Regions from separate parts of the Callithrix jacchus genome. Here region 2 is linked to region 1. Evidence: chromatin contacts called from public Hi-C data. All regions are on one chromosome and are shown on one strand. The core of a region is the stretch at or near the end of the contact, and the rest is flanking DNA. Distances in the headings are between cores, read along the strand shown.

Evidence for each region. Hi-C and Micro-C count contacts between places; a contact is called where the count stands out from the background.
Region 2: a Hi-C map of skeletal muscle shows a contact between it and region 1, with 5 times the contacts expected there. The contact joins the promoter of TGFB2 here to the promoter of LYPLAL1 in region 1. A contact is called at or near these places in 2 of 3 Hi-C or Micro-C datasets (both in skeletal muscle).

What each region holds. Positions count from the first base shown.
Region 1 is chr19:9,883,271-9,890,254 of calJac240_pri, forward strand. LYPLAL1 (lysophospholipase like 1) reads right to left here and starts at 2,727. Exons shown (of 5, transcript XM_078356548.1): 1 at 2,275-2,727. It overlaps LOC103789190 (a long non-coding RNA gene), which reads left to right and starts at 2,792. Exons shown (of 9, transcript XR_013529725.1): 1 at 2,792-3,118.
Region 2 is chr19:10,721,624-10,728,607 of calJac240_pri, forward strand. It overlaps TGFB2 (transforming growth factor beta 2), which reads right to left and starts at 3,912. Exons shown (of 8, transcript XM_035281121.3): 1 at 2,222-3,912. The coding sequence starts at 2,567. LOC118149529 (a long non-coding RNA gene) reads left to right here and starts at 6,931. Exons shown (of 3, transcript XR_004737069.3): 1 at 6,931-6,984.

The DNA of each region.
Region 1 (6,984 bases), core at 1,477-3,976:
TGCAAAAGAAAGCAGAAGGAGCAAATCAAGACAAAAAAAGAACCCGGAGAGTTTTTGAGAAGAAAGTTCAATGTGGATGACAAGTTCAAGTAAGAGGAAGACTGAAAAATGTCCATTACATTGAGTGACACACAGCTTGAGCTTACTGGTGACTTTACCAATACAGAAAGAAAGCAATAAACAAGACACATGGATTGGGCTTTGTGAGCCTAATAGCTTCATGTGGAATACAGACATTACATAATTGCAGATATGACTACCACTGAAAGAAGACCCAGTGTCTGGTGGGAGAAAAACAGAGTGAATTAATCTGATCTGAGAGACTGAACAAAACTAATTAACCTATCATTTATTTTTATCATCTTAAAAGGTCTGTCTTTAGTATTTTATTAATAGAAAAGGCTCAAATTAAGTTGGCTATATACAATTTACACTCTCATATGTTCTTCTATGGCTGCTATCTCCTAGAAGAAAATCTCAAGCTTTTAAGGTTTAAAAAAAACAACTGTCATTAGTAACATTTTTTCGACCTTGAAGAATAAGAATGAAGCTACAAAATAGCATCTATCTATCCATTCACAATGTCCACTTTTAAAAAAGCTGGTACCTTATTTAAGAGTGAAACTGTTAGAACTGGTTAACCGGATGGTAAAACTGAGTGTGATAAAACTGTTAGAACTGGTTTGCCCATATTCTAATTAAGCAGAAACGAAATTTCTCCTATATGATAAACACATATATTAAAGTTTAATGTAAAATCATTAGCTGCTGAGGACCTACTGGATGATGAACACCTACTCCCAAAGACGAAGATGATAAAGACCTACTCCCAATAAGGGTTTTATTTACTTCAATGGAGAATTAAATATATAGGAATCACATTATACTTGCATACTTTGCAGAATTTTTTGCATAAATTCTTTGTTCAAAGTACAAAGGAAAAAATATATATACATGACTGAATCTTAGAGACATATCCTTACAGGTTATAAAAATGTAATGTGAAATTTAAAAGAGTAAGGATAGTTATTTTAAGCAAAGTGCTCCAGGAAGGAAAAAAAGAACACAGTCTAGGCATTCTTCCTAAAGATGATGAGAATTGATTATTTATGTGAAAGGGTATAGTGCTAGGGAATTTCTGGGTACTTATGAATGAACAGTCTTGGAGCCCTAAATAGCACTACTAACCTCCTAGTTAAGTACCGCTGTCATCTTGCACACCTCACTTTCTAAATATATGCCAAGTCTTTTCCTTTAAACACCATCAGCCCTCTTCTTCCCTATCTCCAAAACGATACATCCTACTTCAAGCTTTTTCACCTCACCCAACCAGAGCCCTGAGTTTGACGTCGGAGAGCTTTGGGTTCTAATCCCAAATCCGCCACCACTCACAGTAACAGCTAAGAGACCTTGGCCAAGCAGCTGAACTTGTCTGGCCTCATTTTCAAAATAAAGAGAACACCTCCCACAACTACCCTTTTCCAGGTCTCTGCCCAACCTTTCCAATTCCCTTCCAATCACCATTCCTTTTAGCCTACCCGTCTCGGCTCAAAGACCCCTTTCTTCGAAAAGTCTGACAAGCTTTTCATCTTCCAAATGCCTTAATAATGCCTAACCACATTTTCTTCTCTTACAAGTCACTTGGCAGGAAACCAGGCACCGTCTTGTGATCTTCCATGCACTGCTGACTCAAGCTAATTGAATTGTTTTTGTTTTTAACTTTAGGTAGGCCCCCTAAGGACACCGGCTGCATCGCATTTCTTTAAAAAAAAACAAAAAAAAAAAAACAAAAAACATTCCCTGAGAGCTTACCCTGGGCCAAGCACTGGGGGTGCAAAGATGGACACAAGGACCCTTACTCTCACAATCCAGTGGGGAAGCTCACAATTCAGTAGGGAAGACAGAAAAAAGTGATTACAGATGAGTGTAAGAAACGATACAGCATTAAGTACACGTTACTAAGGTCAGGCAGTGGAAGATAATGCCTCTGGGGCTCCTGCCCCTGTAGTCTATATTGGAAGTTTAATGACACAGGCGATAAAGGGGAAGGAAGGAAAGAAGAGCAGGAAAAAGGAAAGGGAGAGAAAGGACTCCAGCTATGACACAGTGGCTCGCAGAAAGGAGATATTCTGTAAACAGTATCTAAGTTAACTGTGAATCTCAATTGTCTACAGTAGGGGAGCCTGGAGAAAGCAATGGGCAATTACGACTGAAAAATCACTAGTAGCTGATCATGACAAAAACTAAATAATTTCCCTCTAGCAGAAGACTTACCTTACTAACTCGCTCAGTTTAAACTTGGGGCGAGGAATAGGGATGTGGTATAGGCTGCACTGGAGAGAATGTGTGGATGGAGGGCTGGCTGAGCAGCGGGACACAAGGCCCCTAAGCGAGGGTGGTGGGCCAGTGACCGCCCCATAGTAAGAGGAAGACTAAGAGGGGAGGCTGGGGGCAGGCGGCGCTGCCCGTGAATCCATAGCCGGGGCTGGAGACGGGTTAGCCACCCACCGGGCCCTACGTGGGCCCAGCGACACCTGCACTTGGGCAAAAGTGGGGTAACCGAGGGGAGGATGTTTCCCGAGCTGTAGAAAACCAGGACGTAAAACTGAAATCCACCTGAGCCATGCAGGAAGACCAGAGAGGCGCTATGCCTCCCAGCCGGCGACACGACACAGCGCTGCAGAACAGACCCCGACGCAGCCGCCATCGCTGATACCACTGCCAGTCAAGCGGCTCCGCCCCTGCGTCGCCGAGCGGGGCCGCGCTCGCAAACACGCACGCACGCGAGGGAGCACGCCCGGGAGCGCGCATGCGCAGCGCGGCTGGCCGGCTCTCAGATCTCAGCAGTTTGGAGTCCAGTTTGAGGCAATTGTAACCTTACTAAATTTAGTTTTGCCAAGACTGGAATTCTACGTGTGTCAGCCTCGTATGGACTTCTGCAATGACTAATGGATATGTTTATAACCCTCGCATTTGCTGTAGGAATTTTAAATACAATCCCAAAAGTCAAGATTACCTGTAGAAATATTAGTGTTATTACGTTTAAAATTTAATAGAAGCATATTTTACTTTTTACCTTGGGACTGGCACAGGATGTTTGCAGCTTTTGATATACAGGGTAAGTCAGACATATAATAATAACTTCTTTTCGTGTCTCTTATTTTTAGTAGTTTACAAAGCAAATCTCATTTATTGAGATTCTACTTTATATACCCATTAGAATGGATCTTATTTTTACAAAACCAGAAAATTAGTATTTGTGAAGATGTGTAGAAATTAGAAACCTTGTGCATTGCTAATGGGAATGTAAAATGATGTCGCAGCAATAGAAATAATTTGGTGGTTCCTCAAAAAGTTAAACATTGACTTAGTGTATGATCCAGCAGTTCCACTGCTACGTATACACCCAAAAGAAACGAAAGCAGGTACTCAAGCAAATACTCATACATCAGTGTTCTATAGCAGCACTATTCACAAGTACTAAAAGGTGGAAACAAATGTTCATCTGCAGATGGAGAGATAACAAAACGTGCTATGTGCATATTGGAATGGAGTCTTACTCAGCCTTTAAAAAGAATGAGATTTGGATACAGGCCACAACTTGGATGAACCTTGAAACATTATGCCAAGTGAAATAGGCCAGACACAAAAGGACAAATAATTGTATGATTCCGCTTACATGAGATATCTAGAATTGGCAAATGATAGAGACAGAAAGTAGAAGAGGTTACCAGGGGCTAAGGGAAGGGGGGCTGGGAGGTTGTTGTTTAATGCTACAGAGTTTCTGCTTAGAATACTGAAACATTTTTAGAAATGGGCAGTGATGATGGTTGTACAACATTGTTAATAAATGCCAGTGAACTGTAAAATTAATAAATTTTATGTATATTTTACCACAATTTAAAAATACTAAAAAACGGATTTTTTCCTCTATAAAGGCTGAAACATAAGGTATCTTTTAATACTGAAGGCTGTGGCACCAGCAGGTTGCTCTTTCCTCATGTAAAACAATTTTTTTCCTCTATAAAGGCTTAAACTAAAAGGTATCTTTTAATAATGAAGGCTGTGGCACCAGCAGGTTGCTCTTTCCTCGTGTAAAATTTAACAGAGTAACATAGTAGAAGCTTAAGTGCCATTAAACACTGGTCTTCCCATTCATTGCAGTCTGCATCACGTTTAAACAATTACAACTTATCTTTTATTTGTTCCAGGTAATCACCCTACTTCCAGGTAACTAAATTATTTACTATAAAAGGTTAGTTGCCAAACTCACAGCTTTCTCGGTGTTGTATTAATACCAATAATACCATCAACCAGAATGGTCCTACATGCCATTAGTTAACCAGATCAAAAAGAAATTCCGAGTCATTTCTCCAAAGCCGGTAGATCTGCACCTAAGAGTAGTACAAGTGAAGTCCCTGAGGAGGACAGACTAGGGTAGGCTGCGCTCTGATAGCCAATTCTTAAAAAATGCCTTGGCCGGGCGCAGTGGCTCAAGCCTGTAATCCCAGCACTTTGGGAGGCTGAGGCGGGTGAATCACGAGGTCGAGAGATCGAGACCATCCTTCCTGGTCAACATGGTGAAACCCCGTCTCTACTAAATATACAAAAAAAAATTAGCTGGGCATGGTGGCACGTGCCTGTAGTCCCAGCTACTCGGGAGGCTGAGGCAGGAGAATTGCCTGAACCCAGGAGGTGGAGGGTGCGGTGAGCCGAGGTCGCGCCATTGCACTCCAGCCTGGGTAACAAGGGCGAAACTCTGTCTCAAAAAACAAAATAAATGAATAAAAATAAAAGGCCTCTGTCTTTTGACCTGCCTTCCACATATAAGTTCTAGATAACCTTCCACAGCCAGGTGAGAAGAGGGCAGTGCTACTAGGAGAGACCACTTGGAGATATGCCAGGGAAGGCTTTGAGTTCTACTCTTAGAATTCCATTTACTAACAGAAAATCTTGCTGTACACCACCCCATGCTTTTGAGACAGCAAAAAATCAGAATGTAATTATTTAAGAGTCATGATTATTAGTAATAATAAGCAACTAATATTCATGGGATTCACTAGGTGCCAAAAACTGTCTTATATGAATTCCGATAAAACTCAATACTGTTACTATCTGCTTTTTTCAATGAGGCTCAAAGAGGTAAGGAACCTGGCTGAAAGTCATAGTGCCAGTCAATTGTAGAACCTGGATTCATATGCTAGGCCTAACTCCAGAGCACAGGTCCTTAACTTTACCCATATTTACACATGAGTGCAGAGAAATAAAGCAAGGGCATGTCCCAACTCTTATTTCAAAAGCAAAAATCTGGAATTTGTATTGTGGCCCTTTAGAGTCTCTATTTATTGGGTGTTCCTGTGTTTCTTTAGTTTTTCCCATTTCCTGCTATTAGTTCCTGATTTGTTCTTCCAACTATTCTACCAGTTTAAACAGTTCGATAAGCAGATGGTAAATACCAGAAGCAACCTTCTGTATTCTGAATTTCACTGACAACTCCAACCTTCCCAGATTCGTTATTTGAATGAGCCAGCTTCTTCCAAACCTAACCAAAGTGCTATTTTATTTTCAGTGATTTAAATTCTTAGCTATTGTTGCTATTCCTTTCATCTTTATTTATTTATTTATAGGATAAGCAAAGGTTTTAGATTGCTATATTTAGAGATGCCATCTGGTAGGCAAACTGTTGAACAAAAATGTTTTGTTCCTTTCATGTTACTGTACTACTTTGAAATGTAATTAAGTTTCAGAATGGCTATTTGCTTCTTTTGTGGTGGATCTTTTGCCCTATGAAAGGTGGGGGAATATTATTACTGGAAGATTTCTATTCATACATTATTTTACTTTTGTATAACTCTTAATTATTTTTTGTTGTTACTTGTTTGCTTTCTGCCACTCTATATAAAAAAAGCAAGCAAACAGAACAAAAGTAAAATAAATCTCCTGTTTTGCAGGGTTTCAATATCTATTAGGATCTAACATGTAAATGGCAAAGCTGGAGTTTAGTTTACTGTTCTTCCTCATGTTGAGAAATGCTTTAGGCCACACTTGGCTTAAAAAACAGAAAAACAATTGACAGTTCAGCCTTTAAGATTTGTATATTTTGCCTGGCACAGTGGTTCATGTTTGTAATCCCAGTACTTTGGGAGGCCGAGGTGGGTGGTTCACTTCAGGCCAAGAGTTTGAGACCAGCCTGACCAACATGGCAAAACACCCTCTATACTAAAAATACAAAATATTAGCTGGGTATGGTGGTGCATGCATGTAATCCCAGCTACTCCGGTAGCTGAGACATGAGAATTGATTGCCCCCTGAGGCAGAGGTTGCAATGAGCCAAGATCTTACCACTACACTCCAGCCTGGGTGACAGAGCAAGACTGTCTCAAAAAAGAAGCAAAAACAATAAACAAGATTACTGTACTTGGTATTTTCAAATGGTAAAGTTAAATGAAGTTGCATTAGTCATGCAGATAGTACACAGTTATGCATTTGTTGTTTGGCTCATTCTTAAGCATCAAACCATATCCTCTCTATTGGTTAGTTTTCATCTGTTGCATCATTCAGAGAGAGAGAGAAACACATGTACATAAATAATACATACCATACACATTGCACAAAATACTTCAACTTTAGGTAATTTAACATTTTTTATAGATTAACAAAACAAGTTCCTTTATATATTCCCCCTGTTTATTCATGAAAGAAAAGCTAGAAAAAAAAAGCCTACAGGTCTTGAATTCTTATAAAACAGAAAACTTTACTTTTTAAAAATGAGCTTATAAACTTTAATATAACCATTGCCTCAGTTCCGGCGACCTTACTCTTTTTCAGTCCAGTCTTTCTAGATAGAGATGTGGGTGGTTCCTCTACTTCACCCCACTGCTAGATGTGCATGGTCTCATTCTCTTTTTAGAGTAGATGGGTCCACCTGGGGCATTATGAGATGGGCTGTGATGGCATTGGCAGTGCGGTATGGGAATACATGAG
Region 2 (6,984 bases), core at 2,662-5,161, 840 kb after region 1:
CTGTCTGCTCCTAAATTTCCATACGGAATATAGACTTTTTAAAGCCTGTATTCTTTGCATGAAAACTGGCAGTATGTTTTATTTATCCTGGATGTATCAGAGGTTTTCATTTATTTGGTGGCTGCAGTGAAATGGAGAGGAGAATCCACACATTGATGCTACATGCCATACTCTGAAATCCTCCTAATAATCTAGGAATTTTTCCAGTTTGTTGATGACCATGACCCCGGGTCGGACCATCTCAGCTCTTCAGACTGAAGCGTGCTTGAGAGAACAAAGAAGTAATGCCCTCTTGGGTTACTTGCTCTCTCCACACCTATTCGGTAATGAGACCAGAGCTCCTTTCTGTGTTGTAAAAGCCCTGGCAGTTTATTAGAACTTTTGCATATAAACATTGAAAGATGAGTTATTCGGGTTCTACATAACATACTTTCCTCTCTGCCCAAATACCAGTAGAACCGGTGCACGTGCTAGAAAAAGCAAACTGACTCAACTCCTTGTTTGTCTCAATGGTTTTGGACTAATTACAATGAACTTTCTTTCCTAATATCTTCCTGGCTCCACCCCAGATAGAAAGCTTTACTTCCCCAAGGGGATAACCAGGGGTGGAGTGTATTTATCAACACTGCTGTGGATAGTGCCATAATTACAGTAATAAAATCTTCCTGCTTGCCAGAATTCTCTGCATCTGTTCTGCTATACAAGAAGAACAGGAGAAGCTGCAGCAAAATAAAGGTCACCGGGAAGACTGCGATTAGACACACGGGCTGACTTCTGAGACCATCAAGTACAAGACATGACAAGTCACATAGCTAGGACTTGTCAAACTAAAAATAAATATTAAAAAAGAAAAGCACCACCCTGCAATTAGAACCTCTATGATAAAATTATCGAGATGGCTGTATTATCTATTTAGGCAAGACACAGAGACTTTGCAAAGGCAGCCAGCAAGTATATAGGGCATGGAAAGGGGAGGAGAGAAATGAGCAACCAATGAGAAGTTTACGACTTGGGATTTGGAATAGGCAAATGTTGAAGAGCGTTCTGTTTGTTTGTTTTTCTTTTCTTATTCTTCTTCCTGGTATTTAACCCCTCTCAGGTATTAGTGGATGCTGCTGCCTCTTTTCGTGTTTGTTTTTTGTTTGTTTGTTTGTTTGTTTTCTGTTGTGTGTGTTTTTTTTTTTTTTAAAGAACTCTGAAATAATTCTACACTGTCTCTTCCCTTCCTCTACAATAAATCATTTCACTCCCATTGCTACTGTATGCCAGCTGGTTTTGAGGACACTGTTCTCAGAGAAGCCAGTTTAAAAAAAAAAAAAAAAACGGCTGTCGTCTACTCTGCGTTTTAGAAATGCATTGAAATAACTGCAGGAAGCCTACAAAAAGGCAGGAGCGGGATAACAGACCAGAAAAAAACCTAGGAAAAATGATCTGCTACATTGGAGTTCTGAATACGGCAGGTTTGGGTGTATTCTGAAAAATAACGTGAACTAAAACCTTTTAAAACACAGTCAGAAACGAAGTTGTCCTTTCTACCACTCCAGGTGAAAAGGGAACGTGGTGATAGGATTTTTGTCTTTGGGTAATTAAGCATCTAGTGATGGCAAACGATACATCAAGGACTGAGGGTTTCCAGGTAGGTTTCTCAGGAGGTCTCCAAATCGGGTTTTGTCTCGGCGATGCTGACATTTTTAGGGGAGTTAGAGACAACAGAGAAGGCTTGGGGAACCGGCTGATAGGTCAGCACGGAAAGGGGGCGCCTTCCGGAGAGGCTAGTTTTGAGACACTTTTTTTAACCCCTTCGTGCACCAATTCGGCGCGCTCCACGCCAATCGGAGCAAAGAAAACAAACCTACCAAGATTCCCAAGTTTAACTCTCCCCCTGGGAGCACCTCTAGTTTGACAGAGTGGGGCTGACTCCTAGCTGGTGGCCGACTAAAGAATTTTAGGGAAGAGAAAAAGAGAATAACGCCTTTTAAAGGGCTGAATTGTTGGGGGAAGGGAGAGATGGAGAAAATAAAGTAGAAAGTAAACGTTTTAAAGCCCGATGGCCTCAGGCATACAGCTGGAAAGGAGGAGGTGGATGGGGCGAAGGGCAGGAGAACGGGAAAAGAGCGAACGGGAGCCGCGAGAGAGTAGGGCGATCCCGGGAGCTGCTGCGGTTTTGAGAGTTCCGGGCAGCGCTAAACCTCGGGGGATGGAAGTGAAAATGAGTACTTACTTTCGGAGGGGAAGAAGGGCGGCATGTCTATTTTGTAAACCTCCTTGGCGTAGTACTCCTCGTCGCTCCTCTCGCGCTCGCAGGCGGCCGCCCTCCGGCTCGCCTTCTCCTGGAGCAAGTCCCTGGTGCTGTTGTAGATGGAAATCACCTCCGGGGGGACTTCCTCGGGCTCAGGATAGTCTTCTGGGGGGCTGGTGAGCTTCAGCTTGCTCAGGATCTGCCCGCGGATCGCCTCGATCCTCTTGCGCATGAACTGGTCCATATCGAGTGTGCTGCAGGTAGACAGACTGAGCGCGACCGTGACCAGATGCAGGATCAGAAAAGCCCTCAGCACACAGTAGTGCATTTTTTTTAAAGGCGGAAAAAAGGTTGTTTTTAAAAAAAGTCAGAAAAAAAAAAAATCAACAATTCTCAAAGTATAGATCAAGGAGAGTTGTTTGGTTTTGTTTGTTTTTGAGGCGAAACTTTTGCAAACAATCTATTCAATGCCCAGTAGAAAAACGTATCTGCTTGAATTTCTTTAAGAAGAAAAGGCAAGTAGTTCCAAAAGGAGAAATATTAATACGGGACGGGCAGGGGGAACCCTGACTTTGGAGAGTAAGAAAAAAAATTCTTGGAGCAACGAGATGGGGGAAAAAGAGACGAGTGGCTATTAAGCAGAAATAAATTTAAGAGGAGGAAATGGAGTTCAGTGTGTCAGCCTCGGGTGCGGAGTGGCGAATCTGAACTCGGCTCCTCCGGCCAAAAGGTAAGAGATGAAAAGGTCCCGGGGCTGGCAGCTGGCGAACTGACGGGAGGGGCGCCGGGAGCGCGGTGAGGGGGGCCGCCGAGGCTGACCTGGGCAGAAATTTATATATTTAAAGAAGGAGCGGTTCGGCCCTGCCCTCCACTGCGGCGCTGAGAGCAGGAGCAGCAGCAGCTCCGGAGCAGAGAAGCGCACACGTGTGTGCGTGCGTGTGTGTGTGTGTGTGTGTGTGTGCGCGTGTGCGCGCGCTCTGTGGGCGAGCCCGGCGCGCCGCGGGGAGGAGTGCGCTTCGCGCGGTGCTCGGAACTCGGTCGGGTGCCGCAGGGGCCGCAGAGGCTGCTGAGGCGGCGCGGATCCTGCTCCCGGAGCTGCGCGCCGTGGCCTACACCCGGACGGGCGCGCGCTGACCCGCTTGGTTACTCCACGTTGCCGCCGCCGCCGCCGCTTGCAAACGCATCCAGCCTCCAGCTCCCTCCTTCTCCTGCTCCAAACGCCAACCCAGCCACAGACGATCAGCCGCCGCCGTTGCGTTCACCCCCTGCGGATCACAACGGCAGCCCTTGCGACACCCTGGCTGGGGAGTTTTATTCCGGAGGGGGTTGCGTAGGGGCTCCCTGGGACTCCCACCCTTTCCCAACCTCTCCTGGCTTCTCCCCAACGTGGACTTGCTCGCTTAGGGTAGGTAGGCACTTGCCACGCTAAAATAGACCCTCTCTGTCTCCTCCGGTCTGCAGCCGGGCAGCCCCTTAGTTTGTTCCTGGATGACTCCCTAGACCGTTAGGCTAATATTCTCCAACCCCCTCCCCTGCCTCTTTCACTTGCGCTCTGGCTCCGCTGTCTTTTCTCTCTTTCTCTCTTTTTCTTCCTATCTCTATCTGTCTCTCTCTTGTCCGGAACTTCTGGAGCTCCGCTCGGAGCGAACCTCCTGCTGCCAGCAGATAACATCAGGATCTTGCCGGGGAGGAGAGATTTATAAGTTCTCTCTGAACCACGTGTCTGCCTTCAACAAAGTGACGTGCTAGGATTACAGGCAGAAGTCCTCTCGTTACTTCGACCGCGAGCTCTCCCCGAACCGTTGAGGGGGTGTGGAAATGAGGACCGCTGTGGGAAAGGGAGGAAGGAGGTGGGATGTGCGCTCTGTGATTTACGGCATTTACTTTCTAGTCATTTGGACAGGTCTGTTGAAGGACAATCAAGTCTCCCGTTTTTACTTAGTGTAGCTCAGTCACAGCCTCCCAAACGGAATCACTTGCTCTAGAACGGAAGGCTTTCCTCCTCTGTTAGGTGTGCACACATGCTTCTATGGGAGGGAATGCCGGTCTACTCAGGGCCAGGCCAGTCCTGAAGACATACCTTCCAATCTTTTAAATTAATGTCATCATTAATTTCCTGGGATACCTCAACAGGCTGCCATCCTAGAGTTTGTTCTGTTCGTTTGTAGTTTACAATGTAGCCTTCTGTTTGGGAACTGCTGGAAAACAGAGAGGCATCATTTTTTACCTAAAGAATAAGGTACATTTATTTGTTTTTACTTACTTGAATGAATGGTCACCTTTATAATTTGCTACCTAGCCACTTCCTGTATGGCTTTCTCTTCACCTTCCTGCGAGGCTAAACACCATCAACCAACTTCATTCTTTCCACAGCATTAATCCAGGAAGCTGGAATTTTAAGTGTTTGATGTCTACTGTTCTACACTACTCATAACTTGACATTTTCTATTTCAACCAAGTCTAAATTAGATGAATACAAGAATAATTCTTACCACTGTTCCGCTTTCCCTTTTTCTCTTCTTCTACCTTTAGTTACTCAAAGTCAACATTTTCATTTCAGCATGACTCTGCAGCCATACTGACTAGACAGATGATTTAAACTGGAAACTCTGTTGAGTTTTCCCCCAAACCCAAGGTGTCTATACTATTCCCTAGTTCATATGTTCCCTAGTTCAGAAAAGTCACAAAGAACCTTCCACCACTTTTGGAATTTATACTTTAGATGTGTATGAGGCCTAGATCATGAGTAGAGCACTGGATGAATAAAATAATAATAGCTAATGTGTACTACACTTAGTGATGTGATGTGTGTTGTGTATGGCCATCTAACCTTCACAACAACCCGAGGAAGTAGGTATTATCCATGTTTTGCAGATGAGGAGACTGAGGTACAAAGAAGTCAAGTACTTTAAGACCACAGTAGGTGGTAGAGCTGGATTTTTGCAGTCAGGATCCACTATGTTCTTACCAACTATGTGCTTTTGAGAAACCGTGGTCCCAGAATATGTTCTGACAAACAGAAATTCTGGGTCAAACAAGTCTGGGAGATACTGGGTACTCTACTGTCCTCTTAGATTCCTCATTCCGGAACGTTATCATTATAAAGGCTCCGAAACTCCTGCAGAGTTTCACTCTTTTAACCCAGCATTTTCTGAACTCCCTTGAATACAGACTTTTTTCCATTATCACATATTGAAAAACTCTGGAATAAAATAAGTGTTCCAACCCATTTCTGAATAATTCTAAAAATTGTGTCTAAATCAGTACTGGCAGGTTCATTTCCTTCACACCAGTTTTGAATTGAAGCAACTTGAAAGGAGTTAGAAACCAGCTACCATCCCAGTAGCCCAAGAGAAAGATAATCAAGAGGCGCTATTGTCAGATTGGTAGTTTCATCCAGTTAAGTCCTCCCTCTGAGTTCAGATTGAGAGCTGCAGTCAGCTAGCTCTACTGACTGGAGAAAAAGTGAATATTCCTACACCTGCGGCCATTATAGACATAGAGCAGGAGCTCCAAACTAGAGCCACTGAGTGAAATTGCTGCTGGTTACCTAAGTTAGCTGTCACCATATTTTGCTGAGGATATAGGTTCAGCTTTCCCACAAGCCAGTGAGCATCTCTCATGTTTACAGACAACCTTCCCGGTACAGACACTGATGCACCTTAAGTTAAGTAGATTCAGATCAGAGTGTGGGGAGAGTAGCAAAAGTCCATTTACATCACTTCCAGGAAGACGGCCTAAGCCATACATTCTGAGAGACACCCCTCTTCCTGACATAGACATACACACTTTTGTTCATATACTTAGTTTATTGAATACCTATTGCTCACTTAACAACTCCTCAGACCTGAGACCCCTGACCTATTCATAAGAGGCTACTTTCATTTCCCCAAAGCCCAGGAGGCCCAGGAGGTAAGACAGGGGAGGTATCAGTAAAAGCTTCTGGAATGGGTAAGTGCAGTAAATGAGTATAGCAAGAGAGGGGAAGCCCCTTTCCACCTCTCAAATGATCAGTTCTTTGAAGACCTAACAGGCAAGATCACAAGAGCTGTCTCCCTGGTAACCGTAAATGAAGCCTTTCTTCTATTAAATAATTCTTTTTTTTTTAAATTGCATTTTAGGTTTTGGTAAATAATTCTTTTAATGCCTTTTCATCTCTATATTTAAAAAGAAAAACATTCACTAAATTTATGGAGATCTTATGTGCCAGGGTCTCTACAGTCTTCATGGTAAAGGGAATTTAACTGATATACACCATCTTGACTACTTCAAGGAGGCAGAAGAGTACAGTGGTTTAAAGGGCAGGCTCCAGTGATAGTTTCTTGGGTTCAGATTTCTGTCACTTTCTGGCTTTGTGATCCTGACAGAGCTACACACTGACTCTCTGAGTTTCTTATCCTATCAGGTCTTTATTTCTGTCAGGGAATTTATAATAAAAATACTGGGCTTCACTCTCTCTGAAAAGCTAGGGAAGAACCCAAGAAGAATCTGCTTCTAGTTATGCCTCCTAGTGTTTCTGTAGGCACATTTTAAATAGTATTATACTTTGCCCCCAGTAATTATAGGAGGAAAGGACAAGAAAATACACTTTTGGTGAATAAAATGCTAAGTGACTATCAAATTTCAGTTAAACATTCACGATTAAAGTCTATTAACACCCTCAAGTGGAATTTTGTGTTTCCAAATTACAGAAGTAGAGGGTGCAGCTGTTTCCATCTTAGCCATTCTGCACTCATCAATAGGTC